Linked DNA regions of Mus musculus: region 1 is linked to region 2. The links are chromatin contacts, called in public Hi-C maps. All regions are on one chromosome and are shown on one strand. Each heading gives the region's core, a stretch centred on a gene start, on an enhancer-like site or on the middle of the called end of the contact. The rest is flanking DNA. Distances are from core to core; before and after follow the strand shown. Region 1 has its middle 26 kb from the start of Dhrs2. Region 2 holds the start of Ap1g2 (adaptor protein complex AP-1, gamma 2 subunit).

Region 1 (3,985 bases), core at 1,195-3,694, 140 kb after region 2:
GTAGATATGGAGAGAGTGGACAGCCTTGTCTTGTCCCTGATTTTAGTGGAATTGCTTAAAGTTTCTCTCCATTTAGTTTGATGTTGGCTTGCTGTATATTACCTATATTATGTTTAGCTATGTGTTTTGTATCCCTGGTCTCTCCAAGATACATTTGGGCATCTGAGTTTGGGATGATTATAGGTCTGGGTGCTGATTTCTGTGTTTGTCTCTGTTGGCTGGGTATTTTGTTCCTTGGTTTCTGTTTGTTCTTTGGTCTTCTGAGTTTTGTGGCCTGGATTTATGGTGGCCTGCTTGACCTCTAAACCACTAGGGCATCTATGACCAGGTTGGGGGCTTGACTTCTAGCACCTTGCTTGGCCTTTGGTGTAGCAGGAGGTCTCTGTTCTTCTGACTGGTCTGGCCTGTTCCTGAGCATCTGGATTCTGCTGGAATTAGGGACAGGATCCCAGCCAGGCATGGGGCTGAGGTGGGGAGAGCCTTGAGGAGCTGAGTCTAGGCAGTGACACAGTTCAGCTGGCAGGGGTTCGCTCACCTGTCCTTTTGACTGGTGTGACCTGCACCTGAAAAGCTACAGTCTCAAAAGCTGGGACTTTTAAGAGCTGAGCCCTTGTTAATGGGATTAGTGTCCTTAGAAAAGAGGATCAAGGGTGCTGTCTGACCTATTCTACCTTCCAACAAGAATGGACACAGAATTTGTCCTCTCTGGTGACCATGGTAACAAGATGCTATCTTTGGAGCAGAGAGTGAGTTCTTTTCAGACATGGAATTAGCTGGTGCCTCGAGCTTGAATTTCCAAGGTTACATATCTATGGGAGGATTTCCATTGTTTATAAGATTTCCAAAATAAGATCTTTTGATAGTAGAAAAATCAAATGACAGTGTTCTCCCCCTCCTACCTCTGCTCTAGCGAGGCTTCCTCTCATCTTGAAATCTAACACCTGTCAGCCATTCTTTCTATTATGCTTCTCCAACTCCCCCAGTGGCAAAAGCAAACCAGAGTTAACGACCTGCTACACCAGACTCCATAAGTGTCAGCAAACCGTTCAGCCATGCAAACAATTCAGGCACCTTTTAATGCTATCCTTTTGCTTGGGGCTGTTCTGTTAGCTGTAGACCCCTTACCGAGAGCAGGCGTTCTGTCCATGGTTATCCTTCCTAGTGTCTGAGAGAGCACAGGTGCTCCCTAATGGCTTTCTCCTTAGTACCCATGCTCCACTGCTCTCTTGGGTGATGGGGGCAGGTTCGCAGTCCTGTTGGCACCTCTGCTTCCCTGGCTTGGAAGCTCTTGGCTGCCAGTTCTCTCCTAAATCAGGAAGGATGCTTGGGTTCCCAGAGCTTCCTGATGACGTTGTTGTTGTCGTTGTTGTTGTTGTTGTTGTTGTTGTTGTTGTTGTTTTCTGGACTCTCTGTTCCCTTTTCGTTTACAAAGCTGCCTTTACTCTCTACCAGGAAAGGTACTTGAAATTTGGAAGTAGGCAGAAGAGAGAACAGGGCATTTATATTGTAGTGTTGGGATTGGCTTTCTAAGTCTCTGGGAAAAGTGTGTGTTATTTTGAGATGGAAACACATTCTCTCTACCGGGACAGATGACCCCTAAGGTTATGTTTTGTTTTTGTTTTTAAACTGGACATCAACCAGTTTTGTGTCTGACCTCACAATCTTACTCTAACCTTCTCTATAACTACTTAGCCTTTCATATGCTTTTAAATTGGTTATAACACCATTTTTGTTCGCTCCCTAGCTAGTGGGTCAAGGAAAACTTTGACACCAGCTGGTTTTATGTGTGTACGAGGTATATAATGTCATCTTTTTGAAAATTACAGCTTTGTGCTGCTTTATCATGTGCAGGGGCAAATGCAGAACGATGTTACAGTCGTGCAGGAGAAACATTTTTATTAATTATGCTGTTAATCTTCTTCCTTCCCACTGTTCACCTTCCATTTTGAAATGAGAAGACTCTCCTGCAGTCCCTTACCATTCCATAGCTGCCACACAATACTATTTCCCCGACAATGTCGTTTAAAAAGTTGCCTCAGACCAAACATCTGAGGTTGTACATAAGAAACATCAGGAGTGTGTCAAGTTGATGTTGGATGGGTGCAAAAGTTTCATGCCTGGGATTTTTTTACTGACAACTTTACTGCAAAGTTTTGACCCCTGCTAGGCTCCACTAGCCTTTCACATCAGCCAGCTTAATGAGCTCTCAGAGTAAGCGAATACTTCCAGCTACTACAATTCTTCCTAGACTTTCTCTACCATCACCATAGAAACAAACCTCTCACTTTCGTAGGAGAAATCATGTTATAATGAAGAAGACCGCATAGTACAATTAATGAGCTGGCCTGCAAACACGGTAGAAGTTGAAGGAGGAAGGGATGGAGTGGTGGTGGGGACAGGTAGAGCATGAATGAAGAGACTGTGCAGACAGTCGAGTCTTGCTGTCTTGCTGTATGAGCCTGACTCTGGCTGAAGACTCCCAGCAGAGCAAGGGTGAGAAGTTGAGCAGAATATTTGCCAATAGTTTTTTGGTTTCCCTCCAGAGGGAGGGATCAGCAAGGGGTCCTTTCAGTTTGGTGTCACAAACCCAAGAAGGATCTGATTCTGAGTGTCAAACATCATGAGTGGGACCCTCACGTGAAAATCAAAATTCCAACCCACTGAAGCTTGGGAAGTCATAGATAAAGGGCAGTGAGCTGATAAAGACAGATTGGCAGGAGAAAATAAACATGTTTAATGACATGACGTAGGGGATGGGTAGACAGGAGACTGCTCGGCTGTATTTTCCTAGATGTCTCAGAATTCTGGTTTGATATTTCCCACTTCCTTTTGTGACAAAGACTGACTGAGGAACAATAGGGGCCAAAGGGAAGAACTCGAGGAGAGGAGTTGCAACCTATAAACATGTCTAGACACTGGGTCAACAACCATCAAACTGGGCTTTGCTCAGAAGGAAAAGCAGCCTCAGCTGCAGACACCATGACATTCTTAGCTGTGTCCTGACATGAAGGAATAAGATTGTCCTTGTCAGATCACACCAGTCAAAAAATACTCTATGTAGGGTATGTGGTGATGGCTCAGGGATTAGGAGTGTGTGCTGCTCTTACAGATGACGGGAGGGGGGGGTATGTCAGGTGCTCACACCCACCTGTAACTTTAGCTCAGGGGATCTGATACCCTCTTCTGGACTTCCCCTGGCACCTACACTCATGGGCACATACTCTCTACATAAACATAATATATTTCTTCTATTATTTTATAATAAAATTATTCTTATAAAATAATCTATGTAACTATATACAACAGCCCCTGGAATCACTAATAAGCCCACTAGAAAATGCCTGTTAGATAAGACTCCCAGGAAACCCATGCTCCCTCCTGAGTGTGCACTTTCACAGTAAGCAAGCTTTGCTTGTCATTCTTGGCTCTGTCTCATGTATGAATTCTTTCCCTGATGGTGACAATATCCTAAAGATGACACACATATATCTCCTTCTGATAGTCTGGTCCATCGATCTCTGAGACCTCCCCAGTCTCCCACTAGGAGCACTTTTATGGTTTGGTATTTCAGTCATTTGAGTGGTGGGTGTATCACTTAGCATGGAAATTAGATTGTGATCATTACAGGTCCTCTGGTGGTTGTCCTGGCAGCTCTCTTAGATTGAACTAGTTTGGATTAGCCCACCAGAAGAGGAACTTTTGGTCTTCAGCTACCCTGTCATCAATGATGTATAAGCTAAGTGTGGGTCAGAAATGTAGGCAGGCCATGTAGACAGTGCACTGGACCACTTCCAGATATTATATTGGAAGACTGTGTAAAAGCTGAGATTTAACAAGCAAACAAAGATACTGTATAAATTGATAAACTCTTACTGTTGCTTTAGTGAATGATGGGCAAATAATGATAAACATTCCATAAACTATAGAGGAGAAAAATTATTTCCTTCTCAAGCTTCGTACATTTTTAAACTAAGACTTCCTGTTT
Region 2 (3,812 bases), core at 901-3,400:
CCAGCTGCGGCACTACCTGGAAGAAGGGCGCATCCAGCTTTGTCTGGGCTCTCCCCGTCTCTTCTCAACCATCAGCCCCAATTGCGCGCCCACCATCCACCTCTGCCTGCCCCACGGCCCCGCCCCTTCGCTAGCCCACCTTGCGAAAGTGCCTGAGGGCTGCAGGGTTTCTTTCACAGAGCTCCGTGATCAGCGTGACTGTGCCCAGCTGGATGCCTGGGGTCAGGGTGGGGCAGTGAATGGTGGGCCAGGCCATGGGACACTACTACACGTGTGTTTGTATGTGTGCACCGCCCTTAGCCGACGAGCTGGGTTTCTTGATTTGCTTTTCATTTCATCTATTAATAGCCAGACCGGAAGTGGACAGCGGACATCCCTGGGCCCTTACCATGATGACGCTCACGAAGCAGTTTGGTACAAGGTGGGAGGAAGATGCCGGAGAGCTCAGGGTCCTTCCGGATCATGTGCACTGCAGTCAAAATAGCCTGCAGAAGTCAAGGGCCTCAGAAAGGGCCACCAAGTTAGAGTCCACACCTCTTCCACACGGTGGAACAAGTTCTGGAGAGGTAACCGCCCACATCTCACCTTCTTCCGCACATAGGGACTGGGCTGCAGAAGCAGCTTTTCCACCTCAGGGGCTAGGTCCCGGCACATCTCAGCAGAGCCCATGGTACTCAGAGTACACAGGGCCAGGCCTTGAACTGGCTGGTTCCCTTGGCTCAGGTCACTGTAAGGTTGGAAGGATGGTCAGTCAAGTCTGAGAAAACCAGTTTGTTGCAGTACTGATAGCAGGTAGCCCGCTGGAATTTTGCAGTTCCCCCTCTCCCAGCGCCCTGATTTCAAGTGCCCCAGAACCCTCTCACTTCTTGATGCTGTTGGTGATGAGCAGATGGGAATCGTGCCTCTCATCCAATAGAAGCATGGCCCCAAGGTAGCCCACCCTCTTGTCTGTGAATCTGGGGGAGGCGATCAGTTTCAGGCACTCCATCTATAGGGAAGGAGGCAGACCAGGAGGGCAGTGTGAAACCACAGGGCACTAACTTCCGGGCTACAATCTCCTTTAGGCCAGATTAACTTGTGAGGGATCATATTTCATCACTCTCTCTGTAACCAGAAGCTTAAGTGTGGATCCAGATGACAGCAGGCAGGTTTCAGGGACCTGTGTAGGAGTGGAGTCTGGAAAGGGGATGGGGAGGTGCTGAACGGGGCTGGCAAGAAATCACTAGTAGGGTGATAAAAGGTTCAGAAACTAAAGGATTTAGCTGGGTAGGGCGGGGCATGCCTGAAAGTCCCTACACTGAAACGGAGGCAGGGTTTTCTCGAGTTCCCAGTCCGGGCTATAGAGAACCTGTTTCGAAACAAAAAAACTGGAGGAAAAAAACAAAAACAAAAACAAAAAAACAAAAACCACAGCCTGGGTACAAACACAAAGGGGCGCACTGGCCATCTTCCTCAAAATTTGTAGCCATCCCAGGCCAGTACCTGTCCAAAGTGGGCGGGGTAGCCCAACATGTGGACGTAGAGCAGTTTGGCCAGCTGGCGATGCCTCTGCAGGGGATCCCCATCGCGGAAGGAGGCCCGAATTTGGGCGCACTCCTTCTGGATCACCTCCCGTTCCTGGGCCTGCGTCTTGGCCCCGCGAATCTCTTCGATTAGGTCCTGAAGTCTCAACGAATGCACCACCATCCTGGGGACAGAGCCCGGGAGTTGAAAAGACTTTATTTCAACACGTTCTAGCCGGTTGGATAGAATTGCCTTGTGCCAAGATCTCGAAGGGATTGCGTCCCACCGCCGCCCTAAAACTGTGCCCACTTTTACCTCCCACATGTACCCGGGGGCCACCCTCCCGCCTCGCAAGGACATCCCCACTACGCATGCGTCCTTGCTCCACCCTGTGGCTGTTTCTACTGAGCCTGCGCTACAGACCAGTCTATTTCTCGCTCTTCTTCCCGGACCAGTTTCTCCTCTCTAGTTTTCCTTCTGGTTCTCTGTACTATTCCCTTCGCGAGATTTCTTGCCCCCATTCCCACTTCAGAAGGCACTAGTTTCCCAGTCCCAAGCTCACCTGGCTTCGGTGTCAACTTTGCTCCTCTACCCCCCACCCAGCACTTCCTGGTATGGGACAGAGCTGGGGTTGGTGCTCGGTTCGGGGCCCTTCCCTCTTCCCCGCCTCTATCACGGGACCCCGCCCCTCTAGGGCCTCCCTGCTGAGTCGTCTTGACATTTCTGACCTCTGGCCTGTCTCTGGCACTTTGGTAAAGGAGCCTAGAATTGTTCCATGATTGTGGCTCCCCCAGGGGCCTCACTTTTCATCCACCCCACCAGGTGGCACTCAGAGAGCTTGAGTCAGAAGCCATCGCACCCCAAAGGAGATGACAGTCCCCCCCTTTTTGGAACTTTTTTATTAATATACTTTTTTTTGTTAAATTTCTTTGTTATTTTTTTTTTCCTGCAAGACTTGATGTTGGCGGCACTGTTGTATAACTTCAATCCCAAATTCCATGAAATAGAAATCAGAAGTAAAGATTGAGAAGGAAGGAAGGAAGGGAGGCAGGAGGAAGGCAGGCCAGGGAGTAAACAGAGGTTGACTAGAAAAATAAGAAGAGTGTGTGTGTGGTGGGCATTCCTGGGCAAGGCCATTCCTTGAGGAAGGGATTGATTGGCAGGCAGCTTGCCTCTGCCTCATGCAGGGTAGGAAAGTCCCCCGGGGTTCCACAGTCCCCTCTTGTACAGCTTTCTGTCCCCAGAGGGAAAGTTAGTCCCAGGGATCAGCCATAATCTCAAACAGGCTCTCCCCCCAACTCTCGTCCGGGGTTGACACCCACCTCTGCCCTGCCCTGTGTGGGGCAGCGGCTTCCTCTGATTCCCCGTTAGCTCCCATCTCGCAGGAGTCTACGCGAGGGGTTAGAAACTAGACTTGTGACAGCATCTGCTGCCCTTCAGCCCTCAACGTGTTCGCCCCACAACTGTCAGAGCTGAGGACTGGGGTCCTCGCTTGCTGCAGCGCCTCTAACCCTCTGCAGAAATGTCTTCTTCAGTCCCCTTAGGAATTTAATCAAAGGCCACAAGTGAGTCCAGACCAACCAAATAAATTTTCAGGGGGGCAGAGAAGGGTAGAGAGGTGAGTGGCAGAATCTGAAGAGGGGCGGGCTTGGTTGCACCAGATGGTTTTTCGTTGCTTTTCTCAATACTCTTGGCTTGGCGTGCCATCCTTGGTGGTTGGGAGAGGGACTGGTTGAGGAGGGCAGGAGAGGGAGCACGGGGAGTTTCCTGTTGTTCGCTCCCCTTTTCTCCCTCAGGGAAGATCAAAGTAGGCAAGAACTTAGGTAGGTTCTGGGAGGTAAGAGTGGAGGGTACTTTTCCTGCAGCTTTCCCTTGGGGCCAGTGAGCCCCAAGTGGCTCAGGCAGTGCCTTGTCTGGCCACCCAATCACTTCTTATGCATTTCCTTTCTCCCCTCCACTCAGATTCCAGGAGATTCCTCAGGACACCAAACCCCCACCCTTGGTGAAGTTTTGATTCAAAGAAAAGGTTGGGGAGGACATGGGGGGGGGCAATGGTCTGACTTAGATTTGTGTATCTCAGAGGAGAGAGCAACTCTGAGAGAGAACAGCCCTTCATATGTAAACAATCTAGAGAGAGAAGGGGTCAGGGTGGGAAAGAAAAACCAGGAAGACCAGAGACGGGTCCAGAATAAATGAGACCATCTCAAAGAATAGAGGGAAGGAAGAAGCGAGAGACCAAAAGAAAGGGGCCCCGGAGATAGGGGAAAACACAAGTGGGTGGAGGAGGAGAGAAGAGAAGGCAGGTCGAA

Evidence for each region. Hi-C and Micro-C count contacts between places; a contact is called where the count stands out from the background.
Region 1: a Hi-C map of nephron progenitors shows a contact between it and region 2, with 2.9 times the contacts expected there. The contact joins the enhancer-like site here to the promoter of Ap1g2 in region 2. A contact is called at or near these places in 3 of 39 promoter capture datasets (the HPC-7 cell line, HPC-7-derived erythroid cells and liver), 1 of 484 Hi-C or Micro-C datasets (nephron progenitors) and 2 of 9 other capture datasets (adipose tissue and pancreatic islet).

Annotation. Positions count from the first base shown.
Region 1 is chr14:55,246,312-55,250,296 of GRCm38.p6, forward strand. No RefSeq gene overlaps it. Among named protein-coding and RNA genes, the nearest start is that of Dhrs2, 26 kb to the left of the region's middle. Within about 2 kb of position 2,445, at least 6 of the 459 cell types and tissues checked have an H3K27ac peak or open chromatin away from gene starts, as enhancers often do. A contact at or near this core is called in nephron progenitors, where this site is marked.
Region 2 is chr14:55,104,443-55,108,254 of GRCm38.p6, forward strand. It overlaps Ap1g2 (adaptor protein complex AP-1, gamma 2 subunit), which reads right to left and starts at 2,151. Exons shown (of 22, transcript NM_007455.5): 1 at 2,066-2,151; 2 at 1,483-1,687; 3 at 864-988; 4 at 586-727; 5 at 389-485; 6 at 140-216; 7 at 1-16. The coding sequence starts at 1,686. Jph4 (junctophilin 4) reads right to left here. Exons shown (of 6, transcript NM_177049.5): 6 at 2,384-3,812.